Regions from separate parts of the Sus scrofa genome. Here region 2 is linked to region 1. The links are chromatin contacts, called in public HiChIP or PLAC-seq maps. All regions are on one chromosome and are shown on one strand. The core of a region is the stretch at or near the end of the contact, and the rest is flanking DNA. Distances in the headings are between cores, read along the strand shown. Region 1 holds the start of RPL15 (ribosomal protein L15). Region 2 holds the start of NR1D2 (nuclear receptor subfamily 1 group D member 2).

Evidence for each region. HiChIP or PLAC-seq counts read pairs in DNA pulled down with a chosen protein or histone mark.
Region 2: an H3K27ac HiChIP or PLAC-seq map of alveolar macrophages shows a contact between it and region 1. The contact joins the promoter of NR1D2 here to the promoter of RPL15 in region 1. A contact is called at or near these places in 1 of 5 promoter capture datasets (liver), 12 of 47 Hi-C or Micro-C datasets (alveolar macrophages, blood, brain and 6 more) and 2 of 2 datasets of contacts at active chromatin or transcription factors (alveolar macrophages and skeletal muscle).

Annotation. Positions count from the first base shown.
Region 1 is chr13:10,714,253-10,718,922 of Sscrofa11.1, forward strand. It overlaps RPL15 (ribosomal protein L15), which reads left to right and starts at 2,121. Exons shown (of 4, transcript NM_001244065.1): 1 at 2,121-2,145; 2 at 2,715-2,896; 3 at 3,096-3,232; 4 at 3,851-4,670. The coding sequence starts at 2,725. The coding sequence ends at 4,156. NKIRAS1 (NF-kappa-B inhibitor-interacting Ras-like protein 1) reads right to left here and starts at 1,910. Exons shown (of 4, transcript XM_005669298.3): 1 at 1,751-1,910.
Region 2 is chr13:10,754,234-10,758,810 of Sscrofa11.1, forward strand. It overlaps NR1D2 (nuclear receptor subfamily 1 group D member 2), which reads left to right and starts at 2,721. Exons shown (of 8, transcript XM_021071423.1): 1 at 2,721-3,027. The coding sequence starts at 3,012.

The DNA of each region.
Region 1 (4,670 bases), core at 871-3,370:
GCCTCCAAGTTGCAATTCAAATGATCCTTTAAAATGTAGGCTACACAGAGTCACCCTTCTGCTCAAAATCTCCCAATGGTTTCCAACCTCGGAAAGTTTGAAAACCCAAAGTCCTCATAAGACCCTTCCCCTCTTGTGATGACCATTATACAACTACAGATGTGATAAATTCATTTGAGTAATTCAAACAAACAAACAAACATACCAAAAAAACCCTCCCCTCTTTGATGTCATCTGCCAGGTTCCCTTCTGGCTGATCCAGTCACATTGCCTCTTTGCTATCCCTGTAGAGGCATATTCCAGCCATGGCACTTTTCTGGCTAGCTGAAAGCTGTCCCCACATCGCCAAGGCTCTGGTCTTCCTCAAATGTTATTTCTCAAGACTTAACTGTAAGCAGTTCTTTTCAAGAAAAGGCCCTCAGCAGGAAGCCCCTTCCCTTGTCACTTGAGCAAAGCTGTATTCTAACTTTTAAACCAGGCTCCCCTGTGCTCTAATGACCAAGCCCCCATTCAAATCTTTTAATCACACAATACCTTATCTAACTTGTCTGTTCTTCTGAGGATAAAAGTGGAAATGAGGAATAAGTAATTAACAGATGACCAGTTCTTTTTCCAAGCTTCCCCATCAATAATCTTCCAAACAAACTGCGTGAACAAGACAGCATCTAAAGAAGGATCACCAGGAGTCCACAAGCTTGCACAGTGGGGGACAGGGTGACTCTGACCCCACAACACCACGATTAACCAAGGTTATTTCCCTTTAAAAGCTTCCCAGCCACGCAGAGGCCGTTTCTAAGGTTGAGTCCACTACTTCCCCAGATTACCTGTATTCTGATTCCCTTTCTACCAACATCTGAGTTTTGATTTTCTAAGCAGCAGCAGCGACCCGATTAATGTGACATTACCATGAACATTCCAACCAAAATTTACACCCAGCCTCTCTATCCTTTCCCACCCCCACCCCCCGTCCCTTAATGGTTGTCCTTAGCACTTAATACAGAACATATATTTATCTCACGTTTATCGCCCCTTTTTCAAGAAGCTAGAAATTCTGGACCGACCAAGGCTACCTTCCCTATAGCTGGGCCACAACCTGGTACATATAAGGCCCTGACGGACAACACTAAGGTTTGCTGAATGGATCAATGAACCACATGAGGGCTTTTACAATGGTAAGGTTGCGATTTAAAAAAAAAAAAAAAAAAAGGATATGAGGTTTAAAAAATCCACTAATTTAGAAGATAATAAATGATTCTCTAAGACCCTTACTACACTTAAAATTTGCAAGAGAACTAAACCATATGATTTATCAAAAACGAAAATATTCTGGAAAAGCACAAAAGCGAGTAAACTGTTCGTCAATAAAGAAACCAACAGAAAATGCTTCCATATTCTCGGCTTCCCCGCCTGCTCCCCACCGAAATACTCGCACCAGCCGACCAGATTTTGGCATATAAAATTTTGCTTTTCTAAAAAACCCTGGTTCTGACGTAGCAAATCTAGGACCAAATCTTTACGCAGGGGAGGCTCGGACCAAGAAAGACGCTGAGCCGCCTACGCACCCTTCCGCCCCCCAACCCTTCTGGGGGCAAAATTTCTGGGAGCTGGGCCCCAGCCGCAAAGCCCCGCACCACGAGCGCCCTGTTTAGCGGCGGGGGCAGCGCCACGCCAGGAAAGCGGCGCGCAGCAGCTCCACAGGGGAGGAGGCTGCAGCGAGCGCAGAGACCCCGCCGCACGCCCCCCGACAGACCTGCACGCCCCTCCGAGCCCGAGGAGAGCAGCGCACTGCACCGCTCCACGGCGGCTGCACAGCCCCACTGCAAGACTCGCCCCGAGAGCCCCGCCCCCAGCTGCCTTCTCCCCACGGCTGGAGGTCCAGACGCTGCGCCCGGCCGCGAAACTCCGCCTTCGCCTCGCCCCTGCCTCCCAATAGCGAATCTCGAGGAGCAGGGGGCGGGATCTAGGGGAGGTTGGGCCCAATCCCGGCCGAACTCCTCCCGCCAGCTCCTGACCAGAACTACATGTCCCATGAGGCTCTGAGGGGCCGCCGCTTCCCACCGGAACGAGGCTCGCCGAAGTGGGGGAGGAGCGCAAAAGGGATTGTGGGAGAAAGCGTCTTCCTTTCCGTCTGTCGGCAGCCATCAGGTAGGCTGTGTTGTGTTATTCCGTACTCCATCCGCCGCTGATCTCTCTTCTCCTCGGCCATCCAGGCTCGGGAACCCTGCGTACTCTGAGCTCCTTCTGCCTCTTGTGCGGGGCGGGTGCAAGCGAGATGCGGGGCAGCGCGGGCGTGGAGAGGAGGCCCCCAGAACGGGTTGGGGGATGCTGTGATGGCGGCGGGAATTCGAGTGGGCCCCAAACGAAAAGGAAAGGGAGGCACGGGGGTCGAGGGATGGGGACCCGGGCCTGGGGCGTCCTCAGGCGAAGCGGGCGGGGGGAGCACTACCACCACCACCCTCCCCTGAGGTCTCTGGGACGTTGTCTGCTTCGGTCCTCCTCCACCTTGGTTCCCGAGGCAGCCTCGCTAATTGGTCCCGCAGACGATTGCGGAGCGCCGCCTTTTCTGGGCGCATAGGTGCCCTGCAGTGGGTGCAGAGCCAAGTCACCAGCGGTGCCTCTTCGTGGTCGGTGGGGAACGAAGATGGACGGGCGGCCGGGGTATCCTCATTCCACTTGAAAAGGATGGTGCATTTAACACCCGGTTCATTTTGAAGGTAAGCCAAGATGGGCGCGTACAAGTACATCCAGGAGCTATGGAGGAAGAAGCAGTCCGACGTCATGCGCTTTCTCCTCCGGGTGCGCTGCTGGCAGTACCGCCAGCTCTCCGCTCTCCACAGGGCCCCCCGCCCCACCCGGCCCGATAAGGCGCGCAGGCTGGGATACAAGGCCAAGCAAGGTGAGTGTTCTCCCCTGGAGGCTTAGATATAGTTAATTGTCCGGGTCCTCAAGAAGGAGCCTTTCTCACATAGGGCTTTGGCAGAATCCGACCAATGGTCTGAAATACATTTGATGTAAGAACATTAGTGACAAGTCATTGAGTCTAATGCTCACACTTCCGGATTCTCTTTTTTTTCTTTCTATAAAAAAATAAATAGGTTATGTCATATATCGGATTCGTGTGCGCCGCGGTGGCCGCAAACGCCCAGTTCCTAAGGGTGCCACCTACGGCAAGCCTGTCCACCATGGTGTCAACCAGCTAAAGTTTGCTCGAAGCCTTCAGTCTGTTGCCGAGGTAAGTGGTTTTTGAGAAGCACTTGTATTGGTCTGGAGATGGTGGAGGAGAACTTGAGCAACTTTTCTGATCGTTTGTACCTAAGTGAGCCCTATTGTGTTTAAGATGGGGTTGATGTTTTTAGTTTATAAGTCTGAACAGTTGATACTATTTTTCAGCTTTCATTAGGAACCTGTGCCCTTAAAGGGGTGTGTTTTGAGTTAATGTGAACCCTTGGAACCTAAGCTTTCAAGTGGCAGTAAACACTGTCTTGAAGACCACATTTCCCCAGGTGTCAAAAAAGTTATGTTTGTTCATGTCACTAATTTCCTGTGGTCAGTAGTAAGTTGTCTGTCTTAGCAAGTAAGTTAAATTGTGCTTTGTAGTAGAGGTTGGCAGACAAGGGCCTGGTGCCCTCCATGAGCTAAAAGTGTATTTAAGGATATTTACATTTGTTACAGTATGTCTACCTTATCCTACTTGGTCCCATCCTCTGGGGAGATTCTTGATGAGTATTTGAGTAGTTTTAAATGAGCAACCTTAGTCTCTCCTCTAGATCACAACTAAAGAGAATTCTTGCCTCCTAATTTGCTACCAGTGTATGTGAGAGGCTGACCTTGGGCCATTTTTCCCTCCTAGGAGCGAGCTGGACGCCACTGTGGGGCTCTGAGAGTCCTGAATTCTTACTGGGTTGGTGAAGATTCTACATACAAATTCTTTGAGGTTATCCTCATTGATCCATTCCATAAAGCTATCAGAAGAAATCCTGACACCCAGTGGATCACCAAACCAGTCCACAAGCATAGGGAGATGCGAGGGCTGACTTCTGCAGGCAGAAAGAGCCGCGGCCTTGGAAAGGGCCACAAGTTCCACCACACTATTGGTGGTTCCCGCCGTGCAGCTTGGAGAAGGCGCAATACTCTCCAGCTCCACCGTTACCGCTAATAAGTAATGTTTGTAAAATTCTTACCTAATAAACAATTTAGGACATTCATGTCTGCTTAAAAGTGTTTTTTAATTTGTCTGTTAAAACTAGTTGTCTGCAGATAGTTTCATTGAATGCATTGTCAAATTCTGAAAGTTAAAAGTGCAATAATGTTTGAAGATCTTAAGTGATGGTGTATCTTGTTTCTAATAAGGGAAATGCCTTGCTTTTATTAGGGAGTTGATATATCTGTTTAAAATGCTGTTTGGAACAATAGGTGTAAAATTCTGTAAAAGAGGCAGAAACTAGCCGTGTAGATTTGTTGGTGCATGTGATGAAACCTACAGCTTTATTGGGGGTGATGCAATGCTCTGCTGGTTTACTCTAAAAGTGGCTGATTTATGGAGTTTGGCAAGGAGAAACTAAATTTTGATTCTCCTTTAAAATGTGAAGGATGTCCTGATCCTTTATCATGGTCATATGCAGAAAAATAATGAAAGTTGAGTGGGGCCCACGTTTCTTAGGCTTGATCTA
Region 2 (4,577 bases), core at 1,471-3,970, 41 kb after region 1:
AAGGGCGAGGAGAGCATGGTCCAGCATGCTCATATGTATGTATGTATGTATGTATGTATTTATTTTTTGTCTTTTTGTCTTTTCTAGGGCTGCTCCCAGGCTAAGGGCCTAGTCGGAGCTGTAGCCACTGGCCTACGCCACAGCCACAGCAACTCGGGATCCGAGCCGTGTTTGCGACCTGCACCACAGCTCACAGCAACACTGGATCCTTGACCCACTGAGCAAGGCCAGGGATCGAACCTGAAACCTCATGGTTCCTAGTCGGATTCGGGAACTCCTATTTATTTATTTATTTATTTATTTTTTTTTTTTTGCTTTTTAGTGCTGCATATGCAGCACACAGAGGTTCCCAGGCTACGGGGCGAATTGGAGCTACAGCTGCTGGCCCACACCACAGTCACAGCAACGCCTGATCCTTAACCCACTGAGCAAGGCCAGGGATGGAACTCGTGTCCTCATGGATTCAGGTTCATTTCCACTGAGCCACGATGGGAACTCCCAGCATGCTTTTATTTTTTAATTTTTTTTTTTTTTTTTTACTTTTTTAAGGGCTGTACCCGAGGCACATGGAAGTTCTCAGGCTAGGGGTTGAATTAGAGCTGCAGCAGCTGGCCTATGCCACAGCAACACCAGATCCCTGACGCACTGAGCGAGGCCAGGGATTGAACCCGAATCCTCATGGATACTAGTCAGATGTTTCCACTGTGCAACAATGGGAACTCCCCCAGCATGCTTTTAGAGGTTGCCAGAAGCAAGTCCCACAGCTGTACAGTTGGCTCTCTGTATCTGCAGCTCTCACATCCACAGATTCAGCCAACCTTGCATGGAAAATATTTAGAAAAAAAATTCCAGAAAGTTTTTAAAAGAACACTGGCAAGTATTTACCTAGCATTTACATTGTATTACATATTATGAGTAATCTAGAAATGATTTAAAGTATAAGGGAGGATGTTCGTAGGTTATATGCAAAAATTACACCATTTTATATAAGGAACTTGAGCATTCACGGATTTTGCAATTCGCAGAGGTCCTGGAACCGATGCCCCAAGGACACTGAGAGAACCATACCGTATGGCCTTTTCAGAGTAGAGTCCTCTTTATGACCCCTGCCTTCTACACTGTTCATATTCACCCCATTTTACCAGCGCAGAAGCAGATGGCGCTTGAGATATAAAATGAAAAAGCAAGCTACGAAGTGTAGCCTGGGGAATTCTTGCTTCAGCATCACAGAAGGTGATCAGGCCCTGATGTAGGGAAGCAATGAGGACCACATTGTGTAGAGAGCTGTGTAGATGGTGCTCGAAGGCCTAGGAGAGAAGCAGGGCCCAAAGTTTGTGCAGAGCTTTGCAGGGCAGCTTCAAGTACTGGATTTTAAAAAAAGCAATAGGAAGCGATTGGAGGGTTTTGAGTAATTAGATCTCATTAACATTTAAAAACATAACACTGGGTAGAAGTGATTGTAGGTGGTTCCAGGCACAGTTTCCCCTGTTAGGGATCTATTAGAGTAGCCCAGGCAAGAGAAGATGGTGGTTTGATCTACAGTAATGACAATGCTGATGGTGAAAAACTGAAAGATCAAAGATGTATTATGAAGGTAGAATAGCTCAGATCTGTTAATGGGTTGAACCAGGTATAAAAGCAGTGAGAGGGAGAAAGACAGGAAGAGAGAGAGAGAGAAGTGAAACTCAATTTGTTGGTTTTAGGAACTGGCAGATTTATCAAAAAGTAGATGTTGATGGGGTAGAGTGTGTATGTGTGTGTGATGGGGCAGTGGGTGATGGGGGGCGAAGGGATGCAGCACATGTAAAAATGTCTTATGAATTATATTTCCCTCAATATTTCATATTGAAAAATTTCAAAGAGCAACTTAGAATTTTACAGTGAATACCCACATAAAACATCTACAACTACTACATGATTTACATAGTAAGATTATTATGCTTCTAACCGTCCATCCTGGCCTCCATCCCTCAGACCATCTTGCTTTCATAATGCACTTAAATTTGCAGGCATCAGTGCACTGCCCTCTTCATACCTCGGCACACGTCATTGGTCTCCCCCCTTTTTTCCTTTTGATGTAAAATGTACACACAAGGTGAAACGCACAAATCTTCGGTGTGCATTTGCTGAGTTTTGACACAAGCATACGCCTGCCTACACCTTAAATTTGAGATGCCAAAAGGATATCAAGGTGGCATAATCAAACGGGCTGCTGAATGCAGGAATCTGGGGCTCAGAGGAGACGTTGGAAATGTACATTCGGCAATCATCAGAACACAAGCCTACTTGAGCTGTTGGACTGAATGAAGTCACCCGGGGGTGCAGAGGGAAGGGATGTGGGCTGTATCTGCAGAGCCTGGTCTTTAGAGGTGGGTAAGTCGGAGAGCCGACTTGAGGCGCGGTCAAGGGTTGGGGCCAGCCCTGGATCCTGCAAAGCACGCCTGCTTGGCGCCACCGGGCGGGCCTAGGTAAACGTCCGAGGAGACCTAAGGTGTCACTAGGCGGGGGTGGGGCAGGTTCGGGGAAGGAAGCCTGGGGGGCTCCCACGGAGGCGGGAAGGTCAGCAGCGAGAAAGGAAGGAGGGAGGAGGAGGGGCCCGAGGGTGAGGGAGAGCGGGCGGTGGCTTGGGGAGGAGGGGGAGGGGAGCCGGCGGCGGGAGGGGCGGAGTCGCCGCAGCGGCCGGCCGAGGGGCGGGCGGAGGGAGGGGGTGTGCGCGGGTCACATGGTCGCGGCTGCCCTCCCCATCAGCCGCCCTCGCCGCCGCGGTGCGCTGGCTGCAGGAAGCCGCCGCGCCGCCGCTTTGTTGTCAGGGACCCCGCGAAGAGGGCCGCTCGCCGCCGCCGCCGCCCTCTCTCCCCGCAGCCCGCTCTCCGGCCGCGGGGCCGGGTCCGGGCGTCCCGCCCGCCCTGCCCATGAGGGGGCCCCGGCCCCGGGCGGCGCGGTGCTGAGGCGGCGGCGGCGCTGCCCCTTCTGCGGGAAGCGGGCGGCCTCGGCCCCCTCCCGAGGGCACCATGGAGGTGAATGCGGGTAAGAGCCCACTGGGCGGGGTAGCGCGGCGGAGGGGCGCTGGATCCCGGCGGGCACTCGGAGGGCTGCGGCGGGGCTGCGGGCTGGCGGGGCGCGGGCTGGCGGGGAGGGCTGCTGTGCGCCGCGGGCTCGCCTCGGGCTCTGAGCTCGTCGCCCCGGGGCCGCCCTCTCGGCTCCCCGCACCGCCGCAGCGCGGCCCGCGGCGCCGGCCGGGCGCCCCCCTCACATGGCCTGGCCGCGCGAGCCACGTGCGCGCTGTGTTTACGTTCGGCGGCGCGCGGGCGCCGGTTGGCTGGGCGGGCTCATGACGCGGCATTACATAATGGGCGCTGGGGCGGCGGCGGCGGGCGGGGACACGTGAGGCCGCTCGGCTCGGTGACCCACATTCCCGGGGGCCGCAGGGACACGTGGGGGCGGGTGCGCGCGCGCCAGCCGGGAGCGCCGCAGCCCCGCGGAGGCCCCGCCTCTCCGGAACCCTCGGGCTGTGACGTGGCGCGGTTCCCTCCTCCCCCGCGGGGTTGCTCTTTGCGGAGGAGGCCGCGCGTGCGCGCCGCGGAGACCCGCGCTCGGCGGCCGGGAGCTGAGCCTACGCGGGAGCCGCGGCCTGGCTGCGGGCAGGGAGAGGAAGGCGCCCGGCGTGGGCGCTCTGGCGCTGAAGGCAGTGCGGCCGGACAACCTGGGGCTTCCCCGACGCATGACCCTCCGCGGGGCCTGGAGGTGCTTGGCTTCCCAGCGACGCCCGGCGGAGGGGCCGGGGAACGCCCAGGTTGTGGTGCTACTTCGTATTAAAAAAAAAAAAAAAAAAAGACTGTTTTAGTGATCTCTTCTGGGAAGCCTTCTACCTCACCACCTTCCTCTATGGGCGGGTCCACCCTTGGCTCAGCCTTCAGCTCTATTGGGCGTGACCGAGGTGACCCCAGTGACTCCCAGGCCTCCTGTAAGGCTGGTCGTTTTTCGCTTAATTTCTTTAAACCCTTGGGTTGCTGACCTTTTCTGATTCTGATAACAGAATTTGACTCTATCACGCCCTTTCTTGTTATCTTTCACCTTGTCTGATTCTGATTCTGATAACAGAATTTGACTCTATCACCCCTTTTCTTGTTACCTTTCCTGCCTTGACATCCCAGCACAATACCCGGCTACCTTCTGCCCTTTTGTTTGCCTCCCTCCCCCCCCAATCAAAGGATGGACCGTTACCTGAAGACAGTGAGGTTGCAGAAGCAGCCAGTGATTATGTTTTAAGTTACCCGTTCAAAAAACCATGGCTTGATAACAAAGTGTTGTGAAATTTCCACCAGCAGTAAAAAATAAAGTCATTCTCGTGTGTTTTAATTACCTATGGGCCTGTTTAACCTGTGAGTGTAGTTAAAAAAAGTTCAGTAACTATTATGGAATTAAACTTACTTGGTATGGATTTAGAAGTATAAAGTTCAGCCTCATCTAACCTACCATGGATGAATAAAGCCAGCTTTTGTGTTTGAATAAAGTGGGCTGGCTCAGTGGTTAGGTTTTTTTTTCTAGTTTGAACCTTCCTGGAACATTTTCACTGA